Linked DNA regions of Ovis aries: region 2 is linked to region 1. A link is a contact called in public Hi-C data. All regions are on one chromosome and are shown on one strand. Each heading gives the region's core, a stretch centred on a gene start, on an enhancer-like site or on the middle of the called end of the contact. The rest is flanking DNA. Distances are from core to core; before and after follow the strand shown.

Region 1 (4,870 bases), core at 1,554-4,053:
GCACTCTGACTGGGTGACAGGCACAGCTCCCAGGGCTTGGCATGTACGACATCTAGATAACGTGGAAGATAAAGCCCTGGACTCTACCACTCCTTCTCTGTGATCACAAGCAAGTTATTTAACCTCTCTAGTCTCAAGTTTTTCTATGTATAAAATGGGGATTATGCAACCTACCTCATGGGCTCCTGTTCTCTTCAGAGTAGTTCCCCCGCAGAAAGTGAGTGCTACCTGAGTGTGATTTGTTTACTACACACACTGCCTCTTGGGTTCAGACCAAGCTGATCTCCATCACCCCTTGCAAATCTCTCTCTCATGCTGAGTATCTATTTCATCTCATCTCCAAATCAAGGTCCTCTCATCTGCCTCTCTGTCCCCTGCCCCACCAACTCTGCAGCCTTCATAGTTTCCAGTGTGTGTCCATCTTTTCTCCTTAACCTGGTGTGTACTCCCTGAGGGACAGGATTAAAAAAAGGAGACATGATAAAGCTAGGAAGCTGGGTGATGGGAGCTCAGGTAAAATCACCTCCCTTCCCTGGGCCTTGATTTTCTCATCTGCAAAAGAGGGATACCATTCCCTACTTCGTAGTGGGGTTTTGAGCAATCGAGAGGAGATAATCCATGTGGGGGCTCAACACTATGAGGCCCACAGCCAGAACTACAGCTATTTAAAAAAGAAAAGCGTTCTGAATCAATGCTCATGGCCATTACCCACTTCCCCGCTAGAGGGCACTCCAGCTGCACTGTGAGAGGCTGTCACACAGCCCACGGGCCTCCAGACGCTCTGCCCCATCCCTCCGAAAAAGAAACATCAAGGGTTAAGATTGCTCCAGGGATCTCCTAAGATGTGTGTAATTTAGAGACAAGGGTCACAGAAGGATGTAATTCTGGAAACCATTATTTCTTTCACTTCTGCTTTAAGTCCGAGGCAAACTTTATACACACGTACAGTCCTTTTGAGGGAAGTGGGGGGCTGGAGAGTCCACCAACTGGGCTTTGAGCCTTTTGGACAGATTGGAGATTCTGAGGCCCTGCCACTCTGCACAGCCTTTTTTTCTGCAGAGTCCGTCTGCCCTGCCCATGCCAACTGCCACAAAGTCACAGGGTGTCAGGGTGGGATGGGGCCTTGAGAAAACCTTAGCACTAGAGGGGAGACAGTGCTTGCCCATGGAGACTGCCTGCAGCCTTGCCTGCCACCTTGGGTCATCTCGACTTCCCTTTCCCAGACTCTGTTCTTCCTCATTAAAAAATAAATAAATAAACACCAAAAACCTCTAAGATGGCTTCCTCTGGAGCTAAGTCTCCCTCCCTTGCCAAGGCCAACGTGCCATGCTTTTACTCTCTCCCCCTCCATCCTCATTAGAACCTCCAGACACAGCCAGAAGTGGGGATAACTGAAAACCAGTAGCCCAGCCTGGGTGATAAAACTCAAAGTGAAGTGACTTAAGGTCAAATTTAAGTTCGATCCTCCTGTCGGAAGGGAAGGCATGCAGAATAAATCCTGAGAAGAGGCAAGCTGGAGACACGGAGGCAGCCTCCCACCCCAAAAGCCTCTCCCTGTTCCGCACCATGAGGGAGATCACGTTCACTCCTGCTCTGGACATGAATTCCAGGTAGAGCCCCACCAGCTCAAGGGTGGGGGAGAGCAGAGCTCTCAAGTGCAGAGGCCACCTCCCTGCCACCCCCGCAGGTGGATGGCCCCCACCTGCCTCATCCACCCTCTTCCTGCGGGCCTCCCCAGACCCTGGTTTTGTGAGCAAGGCTCATCCTCCCTCCGCGTCCCCATTCCCAGGCCCCTCTTGCTGAGAAGCCAGAGCTGGCCAGGGCCGCCTGCCAGGGGCTCGTCGGGGTCTCACAACCACCCCCTGCCCAGCAGGGGCCCCCTCTCGAAAGGCCCGCCCGCAAGGGCGGCCGCGGATCTGTCCCTCCCCTGCAGGCCCCGTGTTGCGCCCGGGCTAGGGGCCCGAGAGGGGGCTGTTGGGGCTGGGCCAGGTTACCTTCAGGAGGAAAGTTTTGGGTTTGGGTCCCCTCTTCTTGGGTCCATACAGCTCACGCTCCCGCTCCCTGCGGCAGAGAAACACCCGAGGTTAAAAATGAGCCCCTTCCCGGGCCCCACTCCGCGCTGCCTTCCCTGGCCCTCCCGCTTCCCCGCGCTGCGCCCCAGCCGAGCCTCGGCCCCGCCGCCCCTGCCAGCTTCCCAAACTCACTTCTGTTCGAAGGCTGCAATGAGCCGCGAGTCTAGGATGTTCTCTTCGGGCTCCCAAGTGCTGTACCTGCCGAGTTACACATGCACAAAATAAAAAACAAAACAAGAGAAGCAGAGGCACATGCGAGGGAGCAAATGTGCGCACCCCCCAAGGTAAAAAAAAAAAAAAGGCCCCGATGTCCGCTGCTTCCCTTCCCCCCTCGCTCCTGGATCCCGTGACACTCACTTGATGGCCCACCCCTTCCATTTCACCAGGTACTCGATGCGTCCCTGAAAAAGAGAAGGAAAAAAAGGGGAGAGTGGGGGTGGGGAAGATGCGGGGACGCGAGGAGGCGACGGCGCGGGGGTGGGCGAGAGAGCCCAGGTTAGCGGGACCGCTTCGCCTAGCTGGCCCACAGACTCGGGCCTCGGCTGCGGGGCGAAGCGTCCCGCCCTGGGAGGCGGCTCACCTTTCGGATCCGCCGTTTGATGATAGATTCGGCCGCGAAGACCCGCTCGCCCACTGCAGACAGCTCCATCTTGCTCAGCGGCACCCACAGCCCATAATACTCCCTGCTCCCGCGGCCGGTGCTGCACCGCTCGCGCACGCGCCGCAGCGCTCAGGCTCGGCGGGCGGGCGCGCGGCAGGGCGCGCGCTCGCGTTCCAGCTGCGGGCCGTCACGTGACCCTCCGGGCTGGTGCGCCGTTGCCAGGACCTCCTCCTCCCCCGGGGCGGTTGCTAGGGAAAGTGAGCGCACGCGGGGCCGGGGCGCGCGCTGGCTCTTAAAGGGGCCTAGCCTGGCTCGGGGAGCCGCGGCCCCGAAGCCCGGGAAGGAGATGCTTGGCCTACGGGAAGCCTGGTTGTGGACAGTGCAATCTTACAAACACTTTCTCATTCTCCCCTCCATCTTCCTGGCCCCGGACCGCTGACTATCTCTCCCTCTTAACCCTCCCTTACAAGTCACTCCTGGGCCCTGGGCGGTGAAGGGGGGTGGAATTTCTACAGCCGCTGCTCAGCTTCCCAGCAGAAGTTTGCAAACAGTTAAATATGATACAGCAGAAATGCATTTGCTGTTGCCTTGCCAGGCCCTGCGGGAATTTCTTTAAAACACTGCTCCCCCCGCCCTTATCCATTATTTATGTATTCGTGGGAGTGTGGTTTTGTAACCAGTTCAGATGAATTAAAACAAAAACGCCACCGCAGGAAAGGGTGGGGGGAGACGGTGAATGGGGCCGAGGAAGGTCGGGGTGATCCCTTGGATTTGTTTTCGGCCGGGGTCTTGGGCGGGCACCTGCCTTCACCAGGAGGGAGGTCGGGTGAAGACGCAGCGAGCAAGATGTGGCGGTGGTTGGGGGTAGGGGGGCGGTCCAGGGAGGAGAGGCCGCGGGGTGACTACAGGCTTCCTACATACCAGATTGGGCCCGAAGCAGGTCATCCTTGGGTCACTCGGCAAAAGCCGCCCTCGCGGTCAGGTCTCTGTTTTCTGATTCCCAGGCCCCCTGGCCGCGTCATCCTTCTGCCGCCTACAGTTCCTCTAATGGTTCCGCCATTGCTAACGGGGAGACCACAGCCCAGCTTCCTATTTGGGGAGGGAGAGGGAGACTTCAGCTGTCCTGGAGAGGGCACAGAGTACCCCTGCCACACAAACCGCGCCATTTCATTTTATTTTGAATTATTTAAACTTTATTTTTTAAAAAGAACACCAACAGCCTTGTTCTTGCAATTTTTTTTTAAGTAAGAAAAGAAACTGTCTATAATATCCATCCAACCGTTAACCTCTTCACGGATCTTCTTCGAGACTCTGTCCTATGCCTAATAAACACACGTACCTATGCTCCTTTGTACGTTATATATATATGTAGTAAATGGCAACCCACTCCAGTATTCTTGCCTGGAGAATCCCATGGACAGAGGAGCTTGGTAGGCTACAGTCCACGGGGTCACAAAGACTGAGGACTTCACTTTCACTTTCATAGACGTGTATTTAAATATTTTCTTTTCAGCAGAATGGGATCTCATTGTTCACACTAGCTGGAATCCACTTTTCTCCCTAAATGATATAAAGTGGACCGTTTTTGGTGTCACTGAGTACAAATTTCCCAGTCGTTTGTCTGTGGCGGAGAGACGGAGGTGGAGAGGGCTGGGGATGTGGTTCCGATCAGGGCTGTCTCTTGCTTTCATTATTGCTTTGTTGCAGAAGGAGATTTTTACATGTCCTGTGGTACAACCCCAATTCTTGTGGTTTCAAGTCAACCACGTCAAAATTTCTCTTTCTCATCCCTACCAGCCTGCTAATTTGTCCAGTTATTACCTTGGGCGAGATCCCCCTCCCCTCTTAAAGTCCACGTGCTCTTAAGAAATAGCTATTTTCTGTCCAGCCCAAAGTGGGCTTCTGTGTGAGTATAGCATTGCCCTCCTGGGGGTGGTGGAGGTGGTTGGACAGGTGAGCTATGTGGATATGAGTGTGTGTGTGTTCTCAGGGTGCAGAACACAGACAGCTGGATGAAGATGGTAAGCATTAACCCATTTGTTGGTTCTTTCAGCAGCTCTTGTGAGTCCTTTTTCAGGCTTTGTGTTCAACTGTCAGAAACTAAGGTGCCCAGGCCTGAGGAGCTCTGAGGTGAGAAAGGCATCTGCTAGGCATGCTGGAATAAAGATGTATTCATTTTTTATGGCTGCGATAACAT
Region 2 (4,870 bases), core at 1,385-3,884, 280 kb after region 1:
GCAAGCGGAGCCTGGATGGAGCTCATCGGGCAGAGCCGAGCGGAGCTGAGCAGAGGTCCACAAGGTTAATAATGAAACATGACATTTGGATACACAAATTCTTGCTCCAAGTTAGCCATTAACCAGACCACACACCTGGGGTGGGCTGGGGGCGTTAGTCACCGCTCTGTAGACCCCCATACCTGTCAGTAACCAAGAGGCTTGCTGAACTGAGGCAGCACCCAAGGTCTACACCAAAGGAACTGTCCGGGACGCTGCCCCCATTGTCCCTGAGAACTGTTCTGCCCAAGAGGAAACTAAGCCTGACACGAGAGCAGCTGCCCTGCCGTCGGCCATGGAGCTGAGGCCCTACACAGCACACAGCCCTTTCCCCGCGGAGCCCAGCCGCGGCTCCCTTACCAGTTCTTGTAGAAGCGCCTCTTGCACTCGTCGCTGATGTGCTCAGCAAAGATGGTCTTAAAGGTCCGGAGGCCTCGGGGTGTTTCCACGTAGCCCACGATGCCCACGATCACCATGGGCGGAGTCTCCACGATGGTCACGGCCTCCACAACTTCCTTCTTGTTCACCTCTGCAAACAGAGCGAGCAGTCAGAAGCTGAGCGGACCAGCGAGGCCCTACACGTGCCCTCCCAGGCCAGCAATCTGCCACAGGACAGGGGTCTGCAGCAGTCTGCACCTCTCAGGCCTGTCCTCACTACAGACTGTTCAGCTGGCGCGCAGATATTTTCAACTCAATCAAACCCATCTGGACCCTACTCAACCACGTTAAGTCTGGCTCCAGGTCTGGTCAGTTATAACCACCTCTAGAGACTAATTCCTCATTGCTTTCACAAGAATACCAAGTATAGTAAGGTAGTAACACCGGAGCCTAGAAACCATTTTAACTGTCCAACGCTATCTGTTTCAGTACTCAGTGCTACGTGTTCTACTCAGTCACTTTTCTACTTCAGTTTCCCAGGAAAAAAATACTGCAACGTGCTGCCATTTCCTTTTCCAGGGATCTTACCAACCCAGGGGTCTCCAGCTTGGCAGGCAGGTTTTTTTTTTTTTTACCACTGAGCCAGCAGGGGAATCCTTCTATTCTTTGGCTCTTAACAAATTTACTCGCCCATGCTCCTTGACTTCATTACACCCCTCTGCCTATAACAATGCCAGTCACCTGAACTCTGGGGCACTAATCAATCCTAAAATATATTTCCATTCTCAAGTCCAGAGGTTCTGTTGATCTCCCCCAAAGCCTGCTCCCTTCTGACTGCTTGGCCCCATCTAGTCAGTTCCCACCAACTCCAGCTCTCCCATCAGCTAGAAAGATGCAGCATGTACTTACTGGACCCTGGCCTATCGACCTCCCTCACAATGTGGGTCATGCCAGCCTTGTAGCCAAGAAAGGCGGTGAGGTGCACGGGCTTGGAAGAGTCATCCTTGGGGAAGCTCTTCACCTTCCCGCGGTGCCGGCTGCTGCGCTTCCGAGGCAGGAAGCCCAGGGACCCGTGCCTGGGAGCAGAGAACTTCCTGTGAGACTAAGAGAAATAGAAGAACGTTAGCACCTTCTGAGGAGCTTCGTTCCCAGAGGCCTAGGTTTCAAGAGGATTTCAAGCAATGATGACTCCACGCCAGCAACCCAGGTTAAAAAATTTACATTCTGAACTAAGTTAAATTCTCTGTAATCACACATCCAGAAGGCATTATTCAGCCACACCTGAATTGAATATTTACCTCAACCCCTCACCTTATAACTTAAAAGGAACCATCCCCTTTGTCCTCTTAAAGACAAAGACACACCAGAGAGTCGCATTAAGAATGGCTTAACAAGCCTTACGCTCAAGATTCTGATCATCATTGTTGCCACTTTGCCCAGGGACTCCTTGTCAAAGGGCTGGGTGGTGGGCAACGGTACTGAAGGATTCCCGATGCTCCCAGCGGGAGCCAAACTGGAAAATGGAGGCCACTAGAACTCGGCAGAGCCAAATCAGAACATGACAATCAGCACAGCGTCTCTGTCCGCCCGTCAATAAGTTCATCATTTCTGGTTTCTGACAACTCTAGAGGCCAAAGGAGCTGTACCAACCTTCCCAGACGTTTCAGAATGAGGCCTCAACAACTCCTGCCCCGAATACCCTCCCCAGCCTGACAGCCTGTATTTCTGCACCTCTTTAACACTCGAGCCAAACAATCGCACACACTGTCCTCCTGCCAAAAGGCTCAAGACTTGAATCTCGAATGCTGAGATCGAAATCCAGGAAGTCAGTCTATGGTTTGAAAATTGTCGGGCCCAGGCCTCTCGGCCGCCCCCACACCATCCTCAAGTCCCAGACGTTTCCAGGAAATAGACCTGACCGCGGGTTCCGCTGAGTGCCCCGTGCTATTACAGCAGAACCCCGGCGCCGGGTGAGCCGAGATGGCGGCGATGTGCCGCGGATTCAGCCAGGCCACCACGACAAAGAGGAAGCCGCCATGACACTACATACCATCCTGCCGTCGGAAGCTGCCGGTAGAGGTCGGCCCGCGGGCCGCGCGAGATATATAAATGCTAGTCTGGCTCCGCCCCTTCCGGCGTACGAGCGCGCACCCGCGGCAGACGTCGGGTCGCGGAGCAGACACTGGACTCCATTTCCGCGCATGCTCGTTCTCGCCTTGCTTGCGCTCCGACCAGGGCGTCAGTTTGGTAGGCGGGATTTAGAGGTCCTACAGCGAGCGGCTGGGATCACACTTCGAGAAAATTTTCGGACGCGCCGGCATAAAATGAAAGTACTGTTACCCTACAGCGTTGGACAGTAGCCAACTTTTAAGGAAACGTTGAAACGCGCTATTACGCTGAAAGGAGATGGTCAGTCACCTCTGGAATTGAATAACCCTATCGGGGCTTCAGTTCCTAAGCGTTTTCACACGTGGTATATCCTTTCCCTCCAGCACTCTGGATCATCGATGTTGCCATTTTGCAGGCATATTGGGAAGTGGAATCAGTTCCGCAGCCCCCACCAACTCAAAGTTAGAAAAGACTGAACCCCTGGTTTTCCTGGTTCCCAACTCAGAGGCTCTTCCCGACACCAGCTTGCCTTTAATACGTGCTGATTTGGGATTTCCCCTCCCTCTAGCTCCATCTAGGCCATTCCTCCCACTATCGGGCTGCGGGGCCTGGCTCTTGATTCTGAAGGTCTGAGGCGGCGAAACCCTCACCAGCTGCCGGGCGTCACGAAGCCTGGCTCTCCCTGCCTCCCAGATCCTCTGCATGAAGGACCCTCGCTCATCTCTGCCTGGGCTCGTCGTCACCTAGGAGTCTCCTAGTTGCTCACCCTCCCGCCAGGCTTGTCCATCCAGATCTAAAAATCGTATTATCTTTTGGTTACTTCCCGTGCCCTTCCTCACCCCCACTCCTAGTTATTTCCTCTGGTGTAAGGCTTAGCTCCTGAGCCTGCAAGCCAAGAATCTGCCCTAACTAGCTGCTCCAGCCTCTTTTCTGTGGGTGAACACACACACACTTTCCCACCTTCTACCTCCATCCCACCCCGTTCTGTTCTTTGATTCTGGGCCTGGCCATTGCTCACACCGTTATTAAGAAAACGTTCTCAACTAACCTTCACTCCATCCCCCAGTGGCAGTGTTGAGAGTCCTCAGCCCCTTATGGGAAATCTTTGAGGCCAGATCTGTTTCCAAATTGAGCATTTTCCATGTTTTAGATAATATCATGCAGTATGGTGCACATACTGTATATTATGTAATCCTCCCTAAGCTCTTTAATGAAACACATTAATTCTGTAAAGAGACATGAATATTCACATGGAGTGGAATAAATAGCCCCACAGTTCAAGGCTAACGTTGCTGCCTAAAAAATTCAGATTAGTTTCGTTTTTGCCGCCAACTGACTTAAGTTTTTCATAATTCAATTTACAGCAATATGGATGGACCTAGAGAGTACTCTTGCCTGGAGAATCCCGTGGACGGAGGAGCCTGGTGGGCTGCAGTCCATGGGGTCGCTAAGAGTCGGACACGACTGAGCGACTTCTCTTTCACTTTTCACTTTCATGCATTGGAGAAGGAAATGGCAACCCACTCCAGCGTTCTTGCCTGGAGAATCCCAGGGATGGGGGAGCCTGGTGGGCTGCCGTCTATGGGGTCGCGCAGAGTCGGACACGACTGAAGCGACGCAGCAGCAGCAGCAGCAGAGAGTATCATACTGAGTAAAGACAGAAAAAGACAAATACTGTGATATCACTTGTGTGGAATCTAAAATATGATACAAATGAACTTACTTACCAAACAGAAGCAGACTCACATAGAAGACAAAGGTATGGTTACCAAAGAGAAAAAGGGTTAGGGAAGGAATGAATTGGGAGATTGGGATTAGATACAAATTGCTGTGTATAAAATAGAGAAACAAGGTCCTATTGTATGCCACAGGGAACTGTATTCAATATCCTATACTAAACCATAGTGGAAAAGAATATGAAAAAGAATATATGACCAAATCACTTTCCTTTATACCAGAAACTTAACATTATAAATCAAAACTTTTTATTTCAGAATGGCAGACAAGGAATTATGGCCCACACTGTCCCCTTTTACAGAGAAAACTAAGTTCAGGCCAAAAAGGAATAATTTGGCAAAAGTCATACAATTAAGAAAGGACAGAGCTCAAGTCTGATTCTAGGTTAGGTTTTCATGACATCAGACTCAGGGTTCAGTCACCTCTTCACTGGAAAAGGAGCTCTGGGGTCCTGAGTCACTCATTTGCTCAATAAGAAATTCTTCCTGGAGTCTCGCTGCATCTCAGATGCTGCACCAGGCTGTGGGAATGACGCAAAAGGGAAGGGGGCAGGGCACAACCTTTGAAAGAATGACACATCCTGAGGACACCACGTACTGATTAAAAC

What was found. A called contact is a pair of places that touch in the nucleus more often than the background predicts.
Region 2: a Hi-C map of muscle shows a contact between it and region 1, with 2.4 times the contacts expected there. The contact joins the promoter of RPL3 here to the promoter of CBX6 in region 1. A contact is called at or near these places in 4 of 16 Hi-C or Micro-C datasets (blood, hypothalamus, liver and 1 more).

Annotation. Positions count from the first base shown.
Region 1 is chr3:216,289,996-216,294,865 of ARS-UI_Ramb_v3.0, forward strand. It overlaps CBX6 (chromobox 6), which reads right to left and starts at 2,804. Exons shown (of 5, transcript XM_027968120.2): 1 at 2,653-2,804; 2 at 2,430-2,473; 3 at 2,205-2,270; 4 at 1,995-2,061. The coding sequence starts at 2,721.
Region 2 is chr3:216,569,685-216,574,554 of ARS-UI_Ramb_v3.0, forward strand. RPL3 (ribosomal protein L3) reads right to left here and starts at 2,635. Exons shown (of 10, transcript XM_004006999.4): 1 at 2,468-2,635; 2 at 1,327-1,519; 3 at 400-568. The coding sequence starts at 2,620. It overlaps LOC114114229 (small nucleolar RNA SNORD43), which reads right to left and starts at 2,028; the gene lies at 1,965-2,028.